Linked DNA regions of Lactuca sativa: region 2 is linked to region 1. The links are chromatin contacts, called in public Hi-C maps. All regions are on one chromosome and are shown on one strand. Each heading gives the region's core, a stretch centred on a gene start, on an enhancer-like site or on the middle of the called end of the contact. The rest is flanking DNA. Distances are from core to core; before and after follow the strand shown.

The links. Hi-C and Micro-C count contacts between places; a contact is called where the count stands out from the background.
Region 2: a contact with region 1 is called in a Hi-C map of seed, with 9 times the contacts expected there. The contact joins the promoter of LOC111893172 here to the promoter of LOC111893198 in region 1. A contact is called at or near these places in 3 of 4 Hi-C or Micro-C datasets (leaf and seed).

The regions. Positions count from the first base shown.
Region 1 is chr8:110,363,110-110,369,224 of Lsat_Salinas_v11, forward strand. It overlaps LOC111893198 (protein EARLY FLOWERING 4-like), which reads right to left and starts at 1,904. Exons shown (of 1, transcript XM_023889266.3): 1 at 612-1,904. The coding sequence starts at 1,812. The coding sequence ends at 1,417.
Region 2 is chr8:110,533,573-110,539,450 of Lsat_Salinas_v11, forward strand. It overlaps LOC111893172 (probable NAD(P)H dehydrogenase (quinone) FQR1-like 3), which reads right to left and starts at 3,959. Exons shown (of 5, transcript XM_023889236.3): 1 at 3,827-3,959; 2 at 3,462-3,495; 3 at 3,239-3,332; 4 at 2,904-3,169; 5 at 2,450-2,752. The coding sequence starts at 3,487. The coding sequence ends at 2,524. LOC111893170 (vacuolar cation/proton exchanger 1) reads left to right here. Exons shown (of 11, transcript XM_023889235.3): 4 at 281-477; 5 at 585-800; 6 at 889-1,023; 7 at 1,172-1,288; 8 at 1,372-1,425; 9 at 1,548-1,664; 10 at 1,798-1,888; 11 at 1,999-2,280. The coding sequence ends at 2,045.

The DNA of each region.
Region 1 (6,115 bases), core at 654-3,153:
AAAGATATAAATGACATAAAAAATATTTAAAAATATATATTATTTATAATTAACCAATATTTGGAACTTAAAACAAAAAAAAAAAAAAAAAAAAAAAAAAAAACTAGTTTAAATAGTTTTTTTTTTGGCATGACAACTTAAAAAATTCAGAAAAAAAGTTAATTGTGATGCACTCAACACAATCTTAAACAAAAATAATTCAATTTACTATGAAAACATGTTCAGATAACATCAATTAACAAATGATTTCACAATTAACTATTAGTTAATTAATAGTATAAATGATTTAATTCTTAATTAACAACAAAATAGTAATCTAGCAAACACATTATCATATGTGATCAAACTAATATAAAAAGGACAGGACTTAGTCCAATATAATGGACAAAAATTAAACCACGATGTGACGAGTTGCAACCAGGAAACAGATGAAACTTGCTCCAATAGCTAGATTGTGACAACTTTTGGACTCTTTAAGGTTTATATATTACATACTCTATCAATAACTCAAGATCATAACTCAATAACCATTTCAAGATCATAACTCAAGAACTAGGACACAGCTATCAATGACCATTTCACTTGTGGATGTATCCATTTACTCACAATCATAAACACAAATTCTTTCGATTGATGATGCAAATAAATTGTCATCACAAATTCTGAATCTTATATGCAGTTCATACATTATACACAAAAATCCCAACATCAAAACATTCACAGATTACATGGAACCCTAGAATCAACCAATCTTACCATCAGATTCAGATCCATGACATCAATGTGTTCCAAAATCCCCATCATAATCCAGGTCCCCTGCAACCTCCTTAATGACAGAAAGAAGTTTGGAGCACAGTGTGTCAAATCAGTCAGTCTTTCAGACAAGAATTAACACATAAAAGCAATAGAATACCTACTTATGGAAACCAAGATCAATTACAGCCACACCATTAGTTCATAAACTCCAAGATTATGTTAAATTTTATGAAACATCAGAGGAAATTTTCTCAATATGGAAAACACTCTCACAAAACAAGTATGTATTTATTCACTGAACAAGAACTCCAACACAATTAGGGCAAATCAACGAAGACAAAACATAAATACCTCATAAGATTAGCAATCTGCAGCAATCACTCTACCTTAATCATCAAAGATGAAGGTATGACTAGTTATGCACTCAAATCTTCATTTCAAAATACGATCAATCACAACAAAACCACAAACGTCATCCAAAAGACACCCCATGCACGAACGTTATGAAAGCAATCGAAATAGACTCTCAAACTGACTCCAAATTTGTAAAATATACTAGCAAATTCTGTAAACACAGATGGCGTAAAAGTATTTTATTAAAAGATGATCGAGAATTACTGAAACTAAGCGACGAAATACGATTTTTAGGCAAAACGCAAGTCACGAATCTGAGCGATCCAGCTTATCGTTTTTGTTCTTGACGCGCCGCTGATGAACAAAGCTTGCGAAATTGACAGATAGATTCGAATAAACAGAGCTTACCTTTGAGATATTACCATTAATTTCCTGAATCAACGCGACATTTTTTACCAAATTATCAGGAATCTTCGACTGATGATTCTCGTTCACCTGTTGAATCAACAATCGGTTCTGATCTAACACCGATTGCGCTTCCTTAAAACTCTTACTCAGCGTCTCCCAGGCTTCCGTGTCGCACTCCTCTTCGCCTTCGTCTTTCTCCGCTCCGGTCAGCCACCGCTTCACCGATGTTTTATCAACAGAATTTTTTGGCTTCTCTTGAAAAGTCGCCTCCTCTACCGCCGATGAGGAGTCCATTTCTCCTCACACACCAACACCCAAACACACACACACACAGTTTGAATTATATCGCAAATGAGAACGATCGTCAATGGTAAAGAACAACCGACTGTCGAAAAGGCGGTATTTTTTTATTTATTTCGTGCACTTTCTGATAAACTGACGGATATGTTATGCTTTGTGAGATGAGAGTAAATATCAACCATCAGATTTAACATAATTAATGGTGAAGATTTCGTTGTGAGATACGAAAATGACAGGCAGTTAGTTTTCCTTGTCGAAAAGATCGTATAGATCTTAATGGGTTCTGTGATTGGCTAACTTATACGGTAACGCAAAAATATCTTTAAAATATTATGTTTACAAAATTAGTCCCTATACTTTCTCAAACTCACAGGGTTTTCCCTAAACGTTTTAAAAAATTTAAATTTGAGTAAGGATGAAACATGATGATAAATATTTGAGTTTGGAAAGGACTGAAGAGATTAAAAATCAATTTGATGCGTCTATTTTAAACTTTTTAATGATGGGGGCTAATTCACCTCGACGAATATAGAGATGGATGAATATGATAAACCTTAAAATCGAGTGACTGAAAAGGAAAAAAATAATTTTGGAAGACCAATATAGAAAGTGATCCCTTAGTCGAAGAACTTAATAAGAAATTCACTTCGTTAAATTTTCACCATAAACCGACCTATTCTTCATTGGAAAAGGTTCAATTTGGATGTATACGGAAATAAACCAAATAAAAAAAATATGGTATCATAATTAGTTTATGCGTATGTTCTGTTGTCATCTTTTTTGACCCTTTGTCTTTTAATCTGTGGCTCACATTCGAGGTAATTGCTTAACCATAACAAATGAACTAGAGAAGTTTATATTAATATTGTAATGTTATAGTTGTAGAATTTACAAGAACAATCGAGATATATATAGGGCCTAAAGTCAAATACGGGCTAAGCCCATGAAACGATCCAACTCAACTCTAGAAGGCTCTTGTAATGTTCATGTCTCTTATCAAGTTATCCATATCATATATATCTGCTTAAAGATGCTATTTATTAAACAAGCTCATTGTGTTCGGTATTGTCATTTTTTCATTTTTAGGGTTTCTTAGTAGCAATTTTAGTACACCCCCCTTTCCCGTTCTATTGAAGCCAAGATACTATCTGCTATATTCTTTATTTTCATGACTAGGTTATAACTCGTACATTATAAGGAGTTATAAGGAGTGATAAAGTTAAATAGACTACATTCTATAAAATAGTCTTAATTATAAATAATAATAATAATTTAGTTAATAACATTGTATTTCAAATTTTGTTAAGTAGTTTGCTGTTTTTGTCAATAAATATAAGCATGTTTCAATTTCTGTCAAAAATTAAGTATTTTGATATTCCAGTTAATAAATATAAGTATGTTGTTATATAAATGGTACACATAACAGGGAAATTTATGACACTAAAATGTTAAACTCAATTAAACTATTGAAAATATCTATAACAAAGATAAAATTGAAAAAATTAGTCACTGAATCGAAAAAACCATGTCAATCAAAATTGTTTTACCAACAAATCGTATAATCAATATTTTAACAGATATCTTGTTATAAATAGGTAATTTTATTAAAATGTAATTTCATATTAAGAGATAGATTGAAATTACAATGTTATAGTAGAAAGTGATAATAAGAAATTACTAAAAGGAAGATAAATGGTTTTTATATCGACCATGACTTTTCTTAAGATGTAGGGGGTGTTTGACTTATTTTTTTAGGAACCAAAAGTCCTTTTGGCAAAAGTTACAAAATGACAGCATTTCCTGACTTTTCTAAAAAGTCACTTTTCCTTAAATAAAAAATCAAAAAGTAGCTTTTAAAATGGTTTTACCAAACATCTTTTAGCATTCTATCTTTTCCAAAAAGAACTTTTTGCCCCTCAAAAGATAAGCCAAACACCCCCGTAATACAATGCAAGATGCCGAGGAATGAGTTTTTAAGTATCAATATATATATATATATATATATATATATATATATATATATATATATATATATATATATATATATATATATATATCAACATTTTCATACTCAAAGCAAAGTGAAGTTCCCAGCACAATGCAAAGTCTCAAAATTTTGTATTTTGTATACTGTTTAAATTTTTTGTCATAAAAAAACAATTGTAACCTACAAATTAAATATTCAAGAACCATTAAGATAACTCAAAGGTGGGTACTTTTACCTTAATTATTATGCATCGACTCAAATGTCTAAGAAGAAAAAAGCACATGCCCATTTTTTCGTGTGTGTAGCAGGGTTTGACTCTATTGAATCTCATATAACAATATGCTCCTAGGACTACAGGCTACAGATGACACCAAGTAAGATGTTATTGATGTCATTTGTCGTTCTCTAACTGTTTCCAACATCGTCGATTCATAGAGTATGATCATTATCTGTATCAAATAACTTAACACCTTTATTTTTAAGTGAAGGATCTTGATTTATGACCTTTATTAACAGATTGAAGAACTGCAAATACTACTTTATCAAATATTTGGTAATGTTCTCTTTGTCTTCATATGACTCATGGTCTTTCTCGATATCTATGTATGAATCAATCACACCTTTCTTCTTCAGATCGTCAAATCGCGGAACTTCTTTACATAAAAACTCTTCATTGATTTCGATTTTGGATAAGTCGTCGGAATCGGGGTAACCGTTAGAATCACTTCAACCCTATTTTTCTATGTTATGAACTCCAATAACAGATTTGGCAAGAAAATAGTATAATCCGATAACTCAAATAATTATAAATTAGAACTTAAAATTTAGAAGTAAGAAATTATTCAAACTTCCAATAACATAATAGAAATTAGAGCTCACAATTATACAAACTTTCAGTAACATATATGAGAACACTAATGTATGTGTGTAACATACAAAAAGAATCAGATTTCATAATTTTAAATTACATACTAATATAAAATTCTGACATTATACATTGATCTAAAATTAGAACTTGAAATCAGTTACAAAGACCGCTGGAGGTAGGGTTGGCATATGTTGGATTGAGCAGAGAGAGAGAGAGAGAGAGAGAGAGAGAGAGAGAGAGACTTCGCTTCGTGAATCAGGATTGATGCGAACATCAAAGAGCGGAGAGGCAACCATTAGAGTTTGTTTTCAATTTAACCCATTTGTAGCAAAAAGCAGTTGAATAAGCCCTAAAAATCTATAGATTGAGATATATGCAAATAGCGAGATTTAGGGAATTGAATCCCACATATGGTAACTTGGAGTAGATAATTAAGGACTTCAAAATTTTGATAGCACATTTCACAATATATGATTTGAAGATTGCTTTTTAATTAAGGAGATATATATTGAGCGGGAAAATACAATATTGGGTAACCAAAAAAGGACACGTGGCAAAATAGAATGTAAAAAGATGACACGTGGCGGTATAGAGAGTCTTTTATTAGAAATAGAGATATTATTTTGCTGTTTCTTTCTTGACTTTCATTCGGTTGTCAACTTTCGACATTCAGGTGAATTTTTCATAACTGATTTAGGCATATTTTTTCTTTCTTGGATTTGCCTCCTTATAATGTATGGTAGATATATGTTGGCTATGATGCAAAATGTATTGCATATGTTTTTATTTCTCCATTATTCACATAATTATACAAAGTAGTAATCTATTTCAACGTGTTTTGTATGTTCATGATATAACATGTTAACAACAATGTTGAGTTGTGTGGCATCAACGATGTGGCTCCAATCTGAGTTGCGTCTAGATCATAAAGTAACCACTACAACCATAAAACTCACATATATCGTGTTTAGCTTCTTTTGTTGAATGAGATAGAACACTTTTCTTCTTCATCCTCCATGAAACAGGTACACTACTAATGCTAATAAAATAATATGTACATGACCTCCTCGTGAAAGGACAACTAAGACAATTAGCATCATAGTATGCCATGAGTTCCAAATATCTAGGCGAAGGTAAAAATAATCGTTGAACCGGAGTAGATTTCAAGTAACAAAGTACTCTTTAAGCAACATTCATGTTGCATTTGTCAATGATTACCCATAAACTAAATGAGCTAGTTCACAATAAAAGCAATATCTGATCGAGTAACTATGAGATAAAATAATCGCCCCATTAAGCATTTGCATTATGATGCATATACTTCTGGAACTATCCTCTTCCTTTTTAAGTCTAAGGTTTTACTTCATTAGGAATGCACTAGGTTTATAGGATTGAATACCATAATACTCGAGTATGTCAAGGGTGTATTTCCTTTGACTTAT
Region 2 (5,878 bases), core at 2,709-5,208, 170 kb after region 1:
AACAATCATAAATTGTGGTCCCTAAATATAACACCAAATTTATTTTGTTCCAATTGCATAGTATCATATAGTCAAAACAATAAATACACCTTTTTATAAAACTAAATGCAACAATCATGTATTGTTCCAAAATAAATGCAATTTCCTGACAAAATCACAATATAAATTTACCTTTTTGTTTTTCTTGGAAAAAAAAAAGCTTCTATACGATGTGACACGTAGAAAAAAACTTACTAAATTCGTTACTTAATCAAATATCTGAAATTATAATTGTTTACAGTTGGAGGACTCGTGAACGCAACATGTGGGAATGCAACCGAGTTAATAATAGCAATGTTCGCGCTACATCAAAGGAAAATTCATGTCCTAAAATACTCTCTTTTGGGCTCCATCATCTCAAACCTCCTCCTTGTTCTTGGATCCTCTCTCTTATGTGGCGGCATAGCCAATCTCAATAAAGAACAAAAATTTGACCATGTAAATAATCATCACCCTTAATTATATTTCCCATTATAAAACTCCAAATCTCATTTTAAAAAATAAAAAATATTCTTTTTTCTTTTTGTATTTTTTGCGACCAATAGAAGCAGGCAGACGCGAACTCGTTGCTACTTTTGCTCGGATTACTTTGCCAAATCTTGCCATTGCTCTTCAATTTCCATAACTCGAATGTGCCCAAATTACAAGACATTGTGGTTCTTCATTTGTCAAGGGCAAGTAGCATTGTGATGTTGATTGCTTACGTGGCATATCTTATATTTCAATTGAAAACCCACACCCAACTTTTTGAATCACAAGAGGTTTGTTAAGTTGATGTTCTTGTTGACTTTTGAGGTCAAATGAAATATATATATATATATTTATATTTAGTTTTTTGAAATTAATTAGGACGAAGGTGCCGATATTAATGAAGATCTTGATAAGGAGACTGCATCCATAGGTTTTTGGAGTGCATTCATATGGTTATGCGCCATGACAATAATCATATCAATCTTGTCCGAGTACATCGTGGGAACAATTGAGGTACGATACTTCAGGTTTTTCAGCAATCACAGTGTGAAAGTTTCAATTCCAATGCGAATTGAGCATTTTGACATTGTGGGCCAGCTCAAGGATTGTAGAAACAGCTGAATCCAACAGTTACTAAATGTATTAATATTTTTTGAATCAGGCTGCATCGGAAACTTGGGGAATTTCCGTAAGCTTTATAAGCATAATTTTGCTACCAATTGTCGGTAATGCAGCAGAGCATGCAGGGTCTATTATATTTGCCTTCAAGAACAAATTGGTAAGATACTAATATATATAGACAAATTAGACTATGTCTAGCTGATATGTAAGATACTAACATTGTCTACAAATTTGTGACAGGACATATCTTTGGGTGTTGCTATGGGTTCCGCAACTCAAATCTCCATGTTTGTGGTGAGATTTTCCCCAAAAATATAAATGAATGGTTAAAATGTAAAAAATAAAAAATAAAAAATAAAATCAATTTTTTAATGCATGTAAACGTGTTAAACATTTTATACATGGAATTGGATTAGGTTCCTTTATGTGTGATCATTGCTTGGATAATGGGGATACCAATGAGTCTTGATTTTGGATTACTTGAAACCGGTTGCCTTGCCTTGTCAATTCTCCTTACAGCCTTAGCTTTACAGGTTTGACACTTAGCCCCCCCTCTCTTTACGTTTATATCCAATTCTCGCATTATTTTCTTGGTAACCATTTGACTCTTATTATATAATTTAACCAATAAAAGAATACGATTTAATTTGATTAAATTAAATGCAGGATGGAAGTTCACACTACTTGAAGGGAGTGACCCTTACTCTTGCCTATATAGTGATTGGTGCATGCTTCTTTGTGCAACATGTTCCCCTTGGTAACAACTTGATTACATTCATTTTTATATTATTTAAAAACAACATTATCAATATAAATAATTTATTGATTTATTTTTCTTGGTTTGTTTGTTTGTTACTCGGTGTACAGATGAATCAAATAACAACTTGGCACCGGTTGGAAATGCTGTGATTTGACCGGTTGGCTCTAAATTATCTGAACCCGGTTTTGGTTACTTGTGATCCGAACAGGTGATGTATCAATATCAATTATCAAGTAATTAAATGTTGGGCTGGGCCTTAGAGAATTGACAAAATGAAATACCCAACTTTTAGGATCATTTTTGGTGTTTTATTTATGTATTTTCTTTATTTCATGGGTTTACAATTGTAAATGGTAGTCTCTTTTTCCTAGTTTAGCACATGTTGCTTGATTAGTGTTTTTTTTTTTTTTTTTTTTTTTTTTTTTTTTGGACATTTATATGGATTTGAATGATGTCTACTAATACCACAATATGCAATTTCAGCCTTTGGATGTTTCATTATAATTTTGGGCTTGTGGTGTTATAAACTTACAATCTCTGTGATATGTATATGCTATATACACATAAATTATTAACCTTATTCATGAACAACACAATCTTTACAACCAAGATTTATTCACTTGGATTAACTTTTAGTTTCTTGAAAGCTTTTTAGTGATTTCTGATACATATTTACCTTGATAAAAAGCTTGTTGGAGCTCTAACTCACTCGGCTTTCTCGACCCATCACCCGCATAAGTTCCCGCACCATAAGACGATCCACCCTTAACTTCATCAATTTCAAACATTCCACTCCCAAATGTGTATCCAAGTGGCACATATAACATCCCATGATGCGCTAATTGTGTTATCGCCGTTAACCTACATCCAAGTAAACAGTATCAGTATCAGCAACAACTGCAGTGTGACAGTTTCAATTTCAATGTAGACTGGCCCCACTGGTCAGACAGCTCAGAGGTTGATGGAAAAATAACTATTTTGCAGACTGCATAAATGAAATGTGTTATCTTACGCTGTGAGTTCTTGGCCGCCGCCATGGAAACCGGTGCTCCAAAAGATTCCGGCGGGTTTTCCGGCGAGTGCTTGGGTTTCAAAGAGATCGTTAGTGGAATCAAAGAAAGCTTTACATTGAGCTGCCATTACACCAAAACGAGAAGGAAACCCAAATAGGAATCCATCAGCTTCTGTAAGTTGTTCTGGTTTAATCACTGGCACATCATCTGCTTTAGGAGGAGCCTTCATCTTTTCTAATACCAAACTTGGAAGTGTTTCAGGTACCTAAACAATGTTACAAATAAAATTAATATTTTACTTCGTATTGATTTGTAAAAACTAAAAATTATAAACCTGCCAAAGTGTTGCTTCGATTCCCTCGATGGAATTTGCTCCTCTTTGTATTTCTCTAGCCATGTACTCAACATGTTTATGCAGGGAGTAATAACTGGAACAAAATTAACAAAATTCAAATTGATCAAACACATAAAGCAAGAACCTTGAAATAAAACACTCTATGTATTGTGTGTGTATGAATCATAATTTAAGAAAAGGTAAAAACTATAAATTTACTCACATTATATAGACCTTGGTGATCGCCATAGTTGCATCTGAAGGAATAAAAACAGATAAACAGCAATAGACTTTAGTAAAGAGTGCTGTAAATTAATCCGTGTTGGCAAATTTCCAAAAAAACCCAAATCCAGTTTGAAAATATATTTATGGGTTTGATCTTAAAAAAGAAAAGTTCGGGTATATAAAATTAACGATGATGAAAGTATTGATTTCTTTATATATAAGCTAGATGTTGAATTATATATAGTAAAGGCAACTGGACATCTAGGGATTAAAAGAACATCATACAGAAGAATCATTGATTGAGGCATTTCATCGAATAGTTGGAGTGCGGAGTAATAAATATGAAGGAGAAGAAAAACTTACAGATGAAGATGAAGAAGGCTTAAAGAAAGTGCAAGTTGAGAAGAAAAGGAAGGTGATCATAAGAGAAGGTGAGATGAGGTTCGTATGTATCGATAAGTTCATATTATCCATAGATTAGATAATCAAACAAGGCACGGGTCTCTGTCTTACCGGTTTTTCTTTTGTTATCCGGAAGATATTATTTTACTCACCGAACACAAGACGGTTGTTGGGAGAGGCATCTTCTTTCTGTGTGTTGGGGTGTGTTAATTACTTAATTTTAGAATAAATTACTGTTTTTACGAAAACTAGTTACAAGAGGAAATGACCTTTTGATATTTTAATAAAAAAGCCTACTATTTTTACGAAAATATTTATATCTTTATTTTTACGAAATTTTTTATATTTTGCAAAACAATGCATAAATTAATTTTAGAACATATTACTACTATTTTAGTCAATGAGGTATGCAATTTTCTGCAGCTTTGATCATAGTTTCGAGAAATTAATACAAAAACGTATGGTTTTCATATCCAACACATATGACATATGGTCCATATTCCATTGCCCTTGATTTTATATGTATTAAATTATTCATTAAAATGACTATATTAAGAGACCAATCTACCAATATAACAATATTGCCATTTTTTTTTAAAATCGTAGATTGAATGCCTAAATCCGCGAAAAGGTCATTGGATTTGAGGTTGCTTTTTCTAAAATGAAAAGAGACTAAATAAATAAATAAGTTCAAGAATTCAACGTTTTTCTTATTTAAATTTTCAGAAATTTAATTAGACTTAGATCACTATAAAAATTGAGTATTTTTTTTTTTTGAATGGCAAGCAGAAATATATTATCAAAAAATGAAAGTTTAAGCGAGAAGCTCAAGTCTAAGTACAACAAATGTTTGAAATAGGAAACATACACTAACTAAACCAATCAATATAATTCAATTTGGCTCGATGTTTGATCCAACTAAAAGTGCAAATGCTAATGTCATTCGCTATAATCATCATTGTTATGTTGTTTCGAAAAACGATTTCATTTCTCTTCTTCCATATAATCCACAAAGTTGAATGCATAAGAGACAACTTCAACTTAAGCTTCCTCTTGTTTAGAGCATTCGAGCTTATCATATCCCTTAAATCACTGCAAGAAGAGGACTGATGATGAAGAATTGAGGACCAACCCACCAACTAAGCCCAAAGCTACGAAGGGAAAGAAAGTTTAATCTATGTCTTCATCCTGAACTATGCAAAAAGGACACAAAGAAGACAAGATAGCAACTCCACGTTTGAGTAAATGAGAAAAAATAGGAATTCTATTTTGCAACAATCTTCAAATGAAGCAATTTATCCTTGAGGGTATCCAATTAACCCAACATAACTTGTTATTATCACTCCTGCCCGATTCTTCAATGAGCCTTTGCAAACCTTTCATCGAGAATTTACCATCACAATCACCACGTCACAAACCAGCTATCACCTTTATTATTGAATTGAAAACCAGCCACTATACTCATCGGCACCAATAGTTGATTCACTTATCCGCCCCACCCCCCTTCTAATATTCCTCGACTACTCCCATTGCCATCAAGAATCAAAGTTAACAACCATATGTTTTTTTTTTCTATAATCAAATAATTTTTATTTCTATTTAAAGCATACAGATTGGAACACAACTCTGTTAAGGTCAAACCACCACATCAAGCAACTTTCCGAAAAATGTTTTGTCCCTCATACCTACTACCCTTTAAAATAAAGAAGAAATGGAAATACCTATTTTTCCAAGATCCATCCTAATTTGAGCTATACTTGGACACACCCCTTTTATCGATTTTTTAGCCATCGGGTCTCCATCAATTGATTTTATATTATGAATGGACTTAATACAAGAGAACAAGAAGGATTTTTACTCAACTTTTAACCTCGGTCACCACTATTTGGTAAATAGAGCCAAATTTGTCGAATTTAGACACCCAACACCAAGACCTCTATTTTCTTTGGATTTTATGACAACATCCCAAGCAACCAAATATATTTTATTTTTATCCTCATCATCACCGCACAA